Regions from separate parts of the Ovis aries genome. Here region 2 is linked to region 1. A link is a contact called in public Hi-C data. All regions are on one chromosome and are shown on one strand. Each heading gives the region's core, a stretch centred on a gene start, on an enhancer-like site or on the middle of the called end of the contact. The rest is flanking DNA. Distances are from core to core; before and after follow the strand shown. Region 1 holds the start of LNPEP (leucyl and cystinyl aminopeptidase). Region 2 holds the start of LIX1 (limb and CNS expressed 1).

Region 1 (3,980 bases), core at 1,016-3,515:
TCCAGTATCCTTGCCTGGAAAATCTTATGGACAGAGGAGCCTGGTGGACTGCAGTCCATGGGGTCCCAAAGAGTTGGGCACCACTGAGCAACTAACACTAACTAACAAACCAAGAGAAGAGGGGAGAGCTTTGAAATGTCATATGATACAGACCTTCTCTGTACTGACCACAAACACATCACTCAATACAGAAATGTTCTCTGGAAGGGTTTTCAACACTGCAAAAGACCTAGAACACTAAATACTGTGGCATCCATTCACAAATCCTAGGGTACAGCCCTTTATGAAGGTAATGACCCTGTCTTCCTGGAGCTTGCATTCTGGAAAGAGAGATTGATAATAATGAAAGAAGGAACAAAAACATTGTTTTAGACAGTGCTGTGAAGATAATAAAGCAGGGGTCAGTCTTTACTTAGCAGATCATGTTTGGACCTATTTTCCTTTGGGGGGGGTCAGGGAAGAGCTCTGCAGAGATGACATTTGAATTGAGCACTGAAAGACAAGAAGGAATAAGCAGGGAAAAGCACGAGGCAGAAGCAACAGTTCATCCACGAGGAACGCGTTACAGGAATGATTGGATGTAACTTGGCGGCTTTCAGGAACAGCCATAAGGGCCTCCGTACACAAAGCATCGTGGGCACAGGTAGGAGATGCGGTCCTAGAGTTCAGGCAAAGAGTTTCAATTTTATTCTAAGTGTCGTTGGTATCCACAGGAGGTTTTAAAGCGGAAGTGGGCGATTTAATACGATCGACACTTTAAAATGAAACACTGCAAAATACAATAATTGCACGCAGCTTTTACTTCTTCGAAACCTAATTTCTAAATTCCCACTCGGGTCAAACAGCGCCGCGGCCGTCCCCGTTCGCCCAGGCTGTTTGCGCTCTCTTCCAGCTTGTTTGCACGCGACGCCCTGCTGTTGACAGCCTCGGAAGAGAGCCTGTGACAGTTGCCAGGCGCCGGGAGGCGTCGCGGGAGCCAAGTTGCTGCTGGGGCCAGGGCTGCGCTGGGGGAAGGAGGGGAGAGGGGATGTGGGGCGGTAGCCGCGCCCTGGGAGGGCTGCGATCTCCGCGCCGTGGCGGCGATGCATCCTCTGAGCAAGGGATGAAGAAGCCGGGGGCCCAGCCGAGCTTCCCCGAGGCTCACGGCGCCCCCCGGGTTGTTTCCGTCCCAAAGGTTCGCCGGCCCTGCCCGGGGTTTGACGCCGGAAACAGTGATGGCTGGGGGGCTGCTGGAGGCTGGGGCGCTGGATGCGGGCGGGGCGGGGCAGCGACCGAGGGAGTTTCCGTTTCTCGGGCCTAGCTCCTCCCGGCCGGGCCGCAAAGGCGACACCCTGGGGGAGAGGGGGGTGGAGGGGGGAGCCTCGCCAGGTGTTGATTTCAGGCTCCGCGGGGCCAGGCCTTCTGCCCACATCCTGCGGCGCCAGTTGGCCCGGGCGGATCCAGCGCCGCGTTTTGTCATCTGCCTGCACCGGGAGGTAGAGGCGGCGCCCCCAAACCCGCTAGCCGCCCGGGGACAGGACCCCGGGTGCCTGCCCCCGGCGGTAGCCCCCCTTTCAGTCTCCAGGCCATCGATCGCTTGGGACCACTGTGCGGAGAGCGAGTAGCCTAAGGAGACGACACAGAGTGCCTGTTCCCTGGAGCCTTGCCGAAGGGAGGTGGACTCCCCCGGGGAAACTCGAAGCTTGGGCACTCAGCGGAGCGCCCTGCACCCGCAGTCTGCTACCTACTCTGCCTTCAGATCTCGGCGCCCGTGGCCACCTCCCACCCAGGTCTCTGTCCTCACCCAGCCATCCGAACCAGCGACCCCACTGGGTCTGCCTCCCATCACCCTAACTGAAGGCTCAACAGGAGGGGCGTGTGTTTCAGCCTCGTCTGTGGCCTGTTTCTCGTCCCATCTCTGGAATGTCCGCTCCGTGGGGCGATGTGTTACGCGCGTGGTGCCGGGCTCCCACCGTCTACAGCCGGGACACCTGCCAGACGCGACAGACCATCCCGTTTGCTTTAAAGGGACTGAGCGCGGTTCCGAGCGCTGGACCGGAGAGAGCGAGAGCGTGAGCCCGTCGGCCTTCCTGCCCGGGGCGGGGCTTGTTCTGGACACGCCCCTCCCAGGCCCGCCGCCTCCCAGGAGCCGCCCCGCTAGATTCCCCGGCTCTCTCTGCAGCTGTCTGCAAAACCCGGAGTGGCGGATCCCAGAGAGGGCGGAGCGGCGCCGCCCCTCGCGGCACCTCCCCGGCAGCCCTGGGCGCCGCGCCGGGCATGCTCAGTGCGCAGGGCCGCTCGGAGCTCTCGGAGGAGGAAGCTTGCGCGCTCCCGCTCTCAGGAGCCGCGGCCCGGGGCAGGGGGGCCGCAAATAATGGAGCCTTTCACCAATGGTGAGTAGGCGCGGCCGGAGGGAGGCCGGGGCTGGGAGCCGGGCTCTCCCGGGGCCCAGAGGGTCGTGGGGAGTCGTGACACGCGAGGGTGAGCTGCAGCCGCCTCCAGCGTAGCTTTCCCACGAGAGGTTTTGCGGTGAGGTCGGGGGGGGGGGCGGGCGGTGCTGGTGTAGGGGACCCTGGGGGGAGGCTGTTGGAGGCTCGGGGGAGGGGGCGAGAGGCGGCAATCGCCAGGCTCGGGGGTCGAGGGCCGGGGTTGCTGGCGTGAAGGTCAGCGCCACCGCCCGTCCCGGATGGGGACACCCGGTGTCCCGGACACCTCGCTCCTCTGCGCAGCCAGGTGGGCGAGCTGCAAAGTTTGGGCTGCGGTGCATTGGAGGAGGGGCTGCCGGGAAAGTTGGCAGAGCTTGGGTTTGCCCCGGGTGCAGAGTGGGCTTTGGGGCGGGAAGGGTTAAAGGGCGGTCAAACCCTCAACTTGGGTGGCGCTCCCGGAGCTGTCCCCCTGCCTTTCGGCGAGTTGCCGGCGTGACTTTTCCTGATAGGGCTGGGTGGGTGTGGGGGCTTGTTAGGTTAATTCAGTGGAAGGTAGAGAAAAACTTGCAGAAAAGCTGGATCACCCCGGCTGGGCGCCGGGGAGGTTCCTGCCCGCATTGCCGCTCTCCCCGTCTGTTGCGGAGGCATTCCGCAGGAGGTTCAAGCTTCCTCTCCCTGGCTCCCAATAAGATCGGTTTTTAAATTTTCAGTCGAGACTCATTAAATATCAAGGGGCCGTCACGGTGATATCACAATGTGACTTGAGGCGAGTGTCCAAAGCCGGAGCCTGCAGGAGGTTCGGCTAACAGTCATAGCCCTTTACTGACCGAAGGGAGCGAATCCGTACCACCCTCCTTAAAACCGTGGCTTTTGTTTGGACCACAAGTGCCATGTAGGGGTGAGATGCCTTTCAGTTTGCGGTGTTGAGTATATAGATTCCCTTTTGGGGACAGAAAGTAGGAAAACTGCCAGCAAGGGAGAATTCACGCTGAAATGGGAGAGTTCACTCTCCTAGTGGACATGTGTTTTCCTGCGGGTGGTTGGTTACTTAAGGTAGAGAGTTTGTCGCATTAATAGAAGGCAGAGTCTGCCTCTGTTAGGGTGGGTCACTTGCCACCCGGGAGACAGAGACATTGTCCACTATGTCCCAAACTCGAGCCAGACTTTGTTGTATGCTGTTTTCATCCCTGGGACTGCGAACTACTAATTATATTCTCCCTGTCCCTAATTCAGAATGCTTTATTCTACTGCCATCTTCCTGTCTGTACTGTTTAATTAGGTTTAATGATGACAGCTTTAATTCTGAATTTTCTCATCCAGGTTCTATTTGTAATTACTGAGGCTCTAAGAGTAGTCTGGTAAAGTTGGCAAAGAAAAATAAGGACGATTTGAGCTAAAAGGAAGGTTAGAGAACATCCAGTCCTTTGGTATACAAACTGTGTTTAATACAGATTCTTAAATCCTTTCCAGTGAGTATCCTAAGGCTCATCCTGTGTTCTAGGTACAAAGCTTGGAGCTTCCGTGTTGGTAGGATTTCAAATGTGAAGTTTCCTCTAAATTAAAACAAACAAACAA
Region 2 (4,088 bases), core at 116-2,615, 220 kb after region 1:
TGATTTCTAGGAAGAATATCTTATAGAATAAAATTGCCTAACATCTCTGCATCACACATATGAGAAATATAAACTAAAAGGACATCTGGAAACGAACATTATTCAGCAATCAGAAAGCAAAAATCCAAACCATTGATGTTTTGATGGAGACAAACATATGAGATTCCCAAAGAAGAAAGCTGTAACTTACTGAAGTTTAAAAAAAAAAAAATTCCATATGCATTTTACCTTTTGGGCAGCTCCATTGCAAAGTTCTGTTTCAGAAGCCCTTTGTAATATGAACCCCACTGTAGATAAGATACAAGGCGAAGATAGTCTGTCTTGCAGCAGCAGGAAGTCAAATTGGTTCCAGAAACAAAGTTACATGACAAATGGTTTAATAGTATTGCCAGAATTGGAAATCTTGATTGAATTATTTTTCATAATCATTAAAAAAAGATTTTGAAATAACTCTGCCCTGCATAGTTGTTTAGTTTGTGTGTGTGTCTGTGTATGTGTGTGTGTGTGTAGGGGGAACGTGTTGTTGTAGAGGTGGGAAGACATCTTATTTTATTGGCCTTTTAACTAAAGTGTTATCATTTGTTATCAAAATTTAAGAGCTCAGCAGTGATTTATTGTTAACTTTTGTTTGCAACAAAACAGTTCAAACACAGTACATTTTTAACAAAACTAATAAATGGCATGGAGGACTAAACAGGTTAAAAAGGGGATATATCTTATTATCGTCTTCAAATTATTTTTTGTTTTAATCCTAGTACCAAATCAGCTTTGATTTATTTTAAAGAGCATCTGGAAAAGTTCATCAAGTCTGAGGCGAGTCTTAGGCTTTAGGACAGACTTCTAAACTGTTAGCAAGATGTATCATTGAAAAAAGTAACCCAGCGACTGATACCCGTAGGTGAAATGAAATCATTCTCCTGACTGAAGTCAGGAACAAGTTAAATACCACTTAGACCACAGCACACGACTACAGAGATTTAGGAGAAAACATACTTAAATAAGATGTGACTAGACATTTAGGACTATTTTCTAAAACAGTCTAAAAAAACTTTTTCCCCTGCAGTACTTACAGTCTTTGAAGACCAGAGCCGGGTCTCTGTGAGGCAAGACTTGGGCAATGATGTGTCTCAGGGATTCCAAGGTTCTGTCCATCTTGTGTCTGCCTGTGCGAGCCTGCTGCACAGTGCCCTCATGCCTGGATTCTTGCAGTCCTGGTCTGAATTTGTGCAGCTCATTGATGCACAGGATTACCAAAGAATCTCTTTTAACATCTGCCAATCAGACATTTCCCAGAATCTTAAGACCCCTCAGGGGGCCCTCCTCCCAGGCTCACTTATCTTTGTTGTATGCTGAGCTAATTAGCTCTAAAGGCTGGCTGACAGGCGGGTTCCCATTGCTTCCTTCTGTTAAACACACCCACCTACAGGCTAGCTGGGGAAGCTCACTAATCATGCGAACAGCCTTCCTCGCCAACCAGATTTTGCCTGGCTGACTTCGGTATTTCTTTTGGTCATTCATCTTTTGATGTGCTGTCTTCGGGTACATAGAATCAGGAAGATGATTTCTCAAGAAAGTTTCCTTAGTAGCAAAGGAATTTCCAGCTTAGAATCCATATAATCTAAACTCTTCTTTGGTAAAAGTGCTATAAAGATTGTGGATGTAGCCAGGCTCTAGATCATGCTTTCAGTTTGAATTCAGAAGCATCTCTTTGGGAGCTAAGTGTTTAATTTTTTCATCCACCCAAATTATAGTCACTTTTGATGGGCAGTGACGAGTAAAATTTCATAGTCTGTCTTTTGGCTTTGCCTGGCAACATTTGTTTCCCTCTTTATCCTTCAAGGCAAATCATTCCCAAGATTGATTTTAATGAATTCTGATATCATTCACTTCTCTTCATGATAACTTTTTATACTAAAAATTCCAGGAGAAGTAAAAATATGTTTCAGAGAATATAGGTGGTTACAAAAACATCTGAAGAAAACAAAGCTGCTTTTTCTATTGAGGTCCTACACTGCTGACAACAATATTAAATAGTCTTTTCACAGGAGACATGTCATAGAATTCCACTGCAGTAACAAGGTTTTACACCAGATATAAAAGAATTGATTTCAGTGGCTGTAACCCATATTAGTTGAAGGATTATTGAGGACTTCTTTACTTTTATTTAAAATATTTTTCCAGGGTAGGCATAAGAGATTGTTTTCCAGTTTCCAGATTCCATAATCATCTTGTACCATATGATTAACTGAATGCAGTCCTTTAAAGACTATATAAAATGTTTTCAATGTGATCAGTTTCTTCAGCTAGTTGGTAGAAGGGGTGGGCTTAATAAAAGGAAACAGAAGGAATGAGGCTAGAATAGTAATTCCTATTATAAGGACTGTCACTTAGTAAATGCCCACAGGAATATGTATATCCCACAAGGGCTGCCCCAGAGTGCAAAGATAGTATAAAGAAAATCAATGGAAAGAATCACACTTCACGTGAAGACACAGGTGCACTTTCCATGCGCTGTAACATGAAATCATCAATGTCCTTGCCATCTAGTTTATAATTTAAGAGAAACTGGATGGCTTGGAGATTAAAAACGATTATACACTGATTGGACATGAAGTATAAATGAATGCATAATATTTTCAGTGTGATAACTGAATTGGAAACATTCCCATTGGAAGAAGAAGAAGAACAACAACAAAAAGTACAGCATTCTCAAAGAAGACTGATAATCTATAAGCAGAAAAATTAGAAATGATTAATGCTGGGATTTTAATCAACAATGGACTTTTTATGGGATTAAATCTAATTCCAGTAGTACTTTAGATGTGTAAGGTGGAAGAAGGAACACTGAATTTGGTATTAGTATGATTTGGGATTTGATTTTTGTTATCTGTGTAACTTTGAGAAAGTCACTCATCTTCTTGGGACTTGGAATCCTCATCTAAAAAATTAGGGGTTTGTGCCAGACGCTCTCTTTTAGATCCAACATCTGTGACTCTATGGCTGCATTGCAAATGAACACAAATATTAACATACATTTTCTAAACTTCTGGAAAGTCATAGATTTATTTCCTAAAAGCTAGATTGTTTTCATAAAGATCACTTTTGTTTCCATAGTCAACTTTGTATCCCTTCATCAATAAAAAGGGACACATATTCATAGGGTGAAATCAAAGGAACCATTAATGCTAACTAGAAGGAAGGGTAAGCCTTTATTAAAACCTGTCTTCAACCTCCAGAGATTTTTCTAAAAAGGTGAACTATGAGAATGTTTGCTGCTGTTTCTCAGCTGCTAAGTGTGTCTGAGGCTTTGCCACCCAGTGAGTGTAGGCTGCTAGGCTCCTCTGCCCATGGGATTTCCCAGGCAAAAATACTGGAGTGGGTGGCCACTCCCTTCTTCAGAGGATCTTCCTGACCCAGGGATCCATGGATTCTTCACCACTGAGCCACCTGAGAAGCCCGAACATGTGCTTCAGTTCAGTTCAGTTCAGTTCAGTCGCTCAGTCGTGTCCGACTCTATGACCCCATGAATCGCAGCATGCCAGGCCTCCCTGTCCATCACCAACTCCCGGAGTTCACTCAGACTCACATCTATCGAGTCAGTGATGCCATCCAGCCATCTCATCGTTGGTCGTCCCCTTCTCCTCCTGCCCCCAATCCCTCCCAGCATCAGGGTCTTTTCCAATGAGTCAACTCTTCACATGAGGTGGCCAAAGTACTGGAGCTTCAGCTTTAGCATCATTCCTTCTGAAGAAATCCCAGGGCTGATCTCCTTCAGAATGGACTGGTTGGATCTCCTTGCAGTCCAAGGGACTCTCAAGAGTCTTCTCCAACACCACACTTCAAAAGCATCAATTCTTCGGTGCTCAGCCTTCTTCACAGTCCAACTCTCACATCCATACATGCCTACTGGAAAAACCATAGCCTTGACAAGACAGACCTTAGTCGGCAAAGTAATGTCTCTGCTTTTGAATATGCTGTCTAGGTTGGTCATAACTTTCCTTCCAAGGAGTAAGCGTCTTTTAATTTCATGGCTGCAGTCACCATCTGCAGTGATTTTGGAGCCCCAAAAAATAAAGTCTGACACTGTT

Evidence for each region. A called contact is a pair of places that touch in the nucleus more often than the background predicts.
Region 2: a Hi-C map of tail adipose tissue shows a contact between it and region 1, with 3 times the contacts expected there. The contact joins the promoter of LIX1 here to the promoter of LNPEP in region 1. A contact is called at or near these places in 2 of 16 Hi-C or Micro-C datasets (skin fibroblasts and tail adipose tissue).

The regions. Positions count from the first base shown.
Region 1 is chr5:93,987,640-93,991,619 of ARS-UI_Ramb_v3.0, forward strand. LNPEP (leucyl and cystinyl aminopeptidase) reads left to right here and starts at 2,266. Exons shown (of 18, transcript XM_012178991.5): 1 at 2,266-2,372. The coding sequence starts at 2,354.
Region 2 is chr5:94,211,487-94,215,574 of ARS-UI_Ramb_v3.0, forward strand. LIX1 (limb and CNS expressed 1) reads right to left here and starts at 1,366. Exons shown (of 6, transcript XM_027970526.3): 1 at 1,071-1,366. The coding sequence starts at 1,152.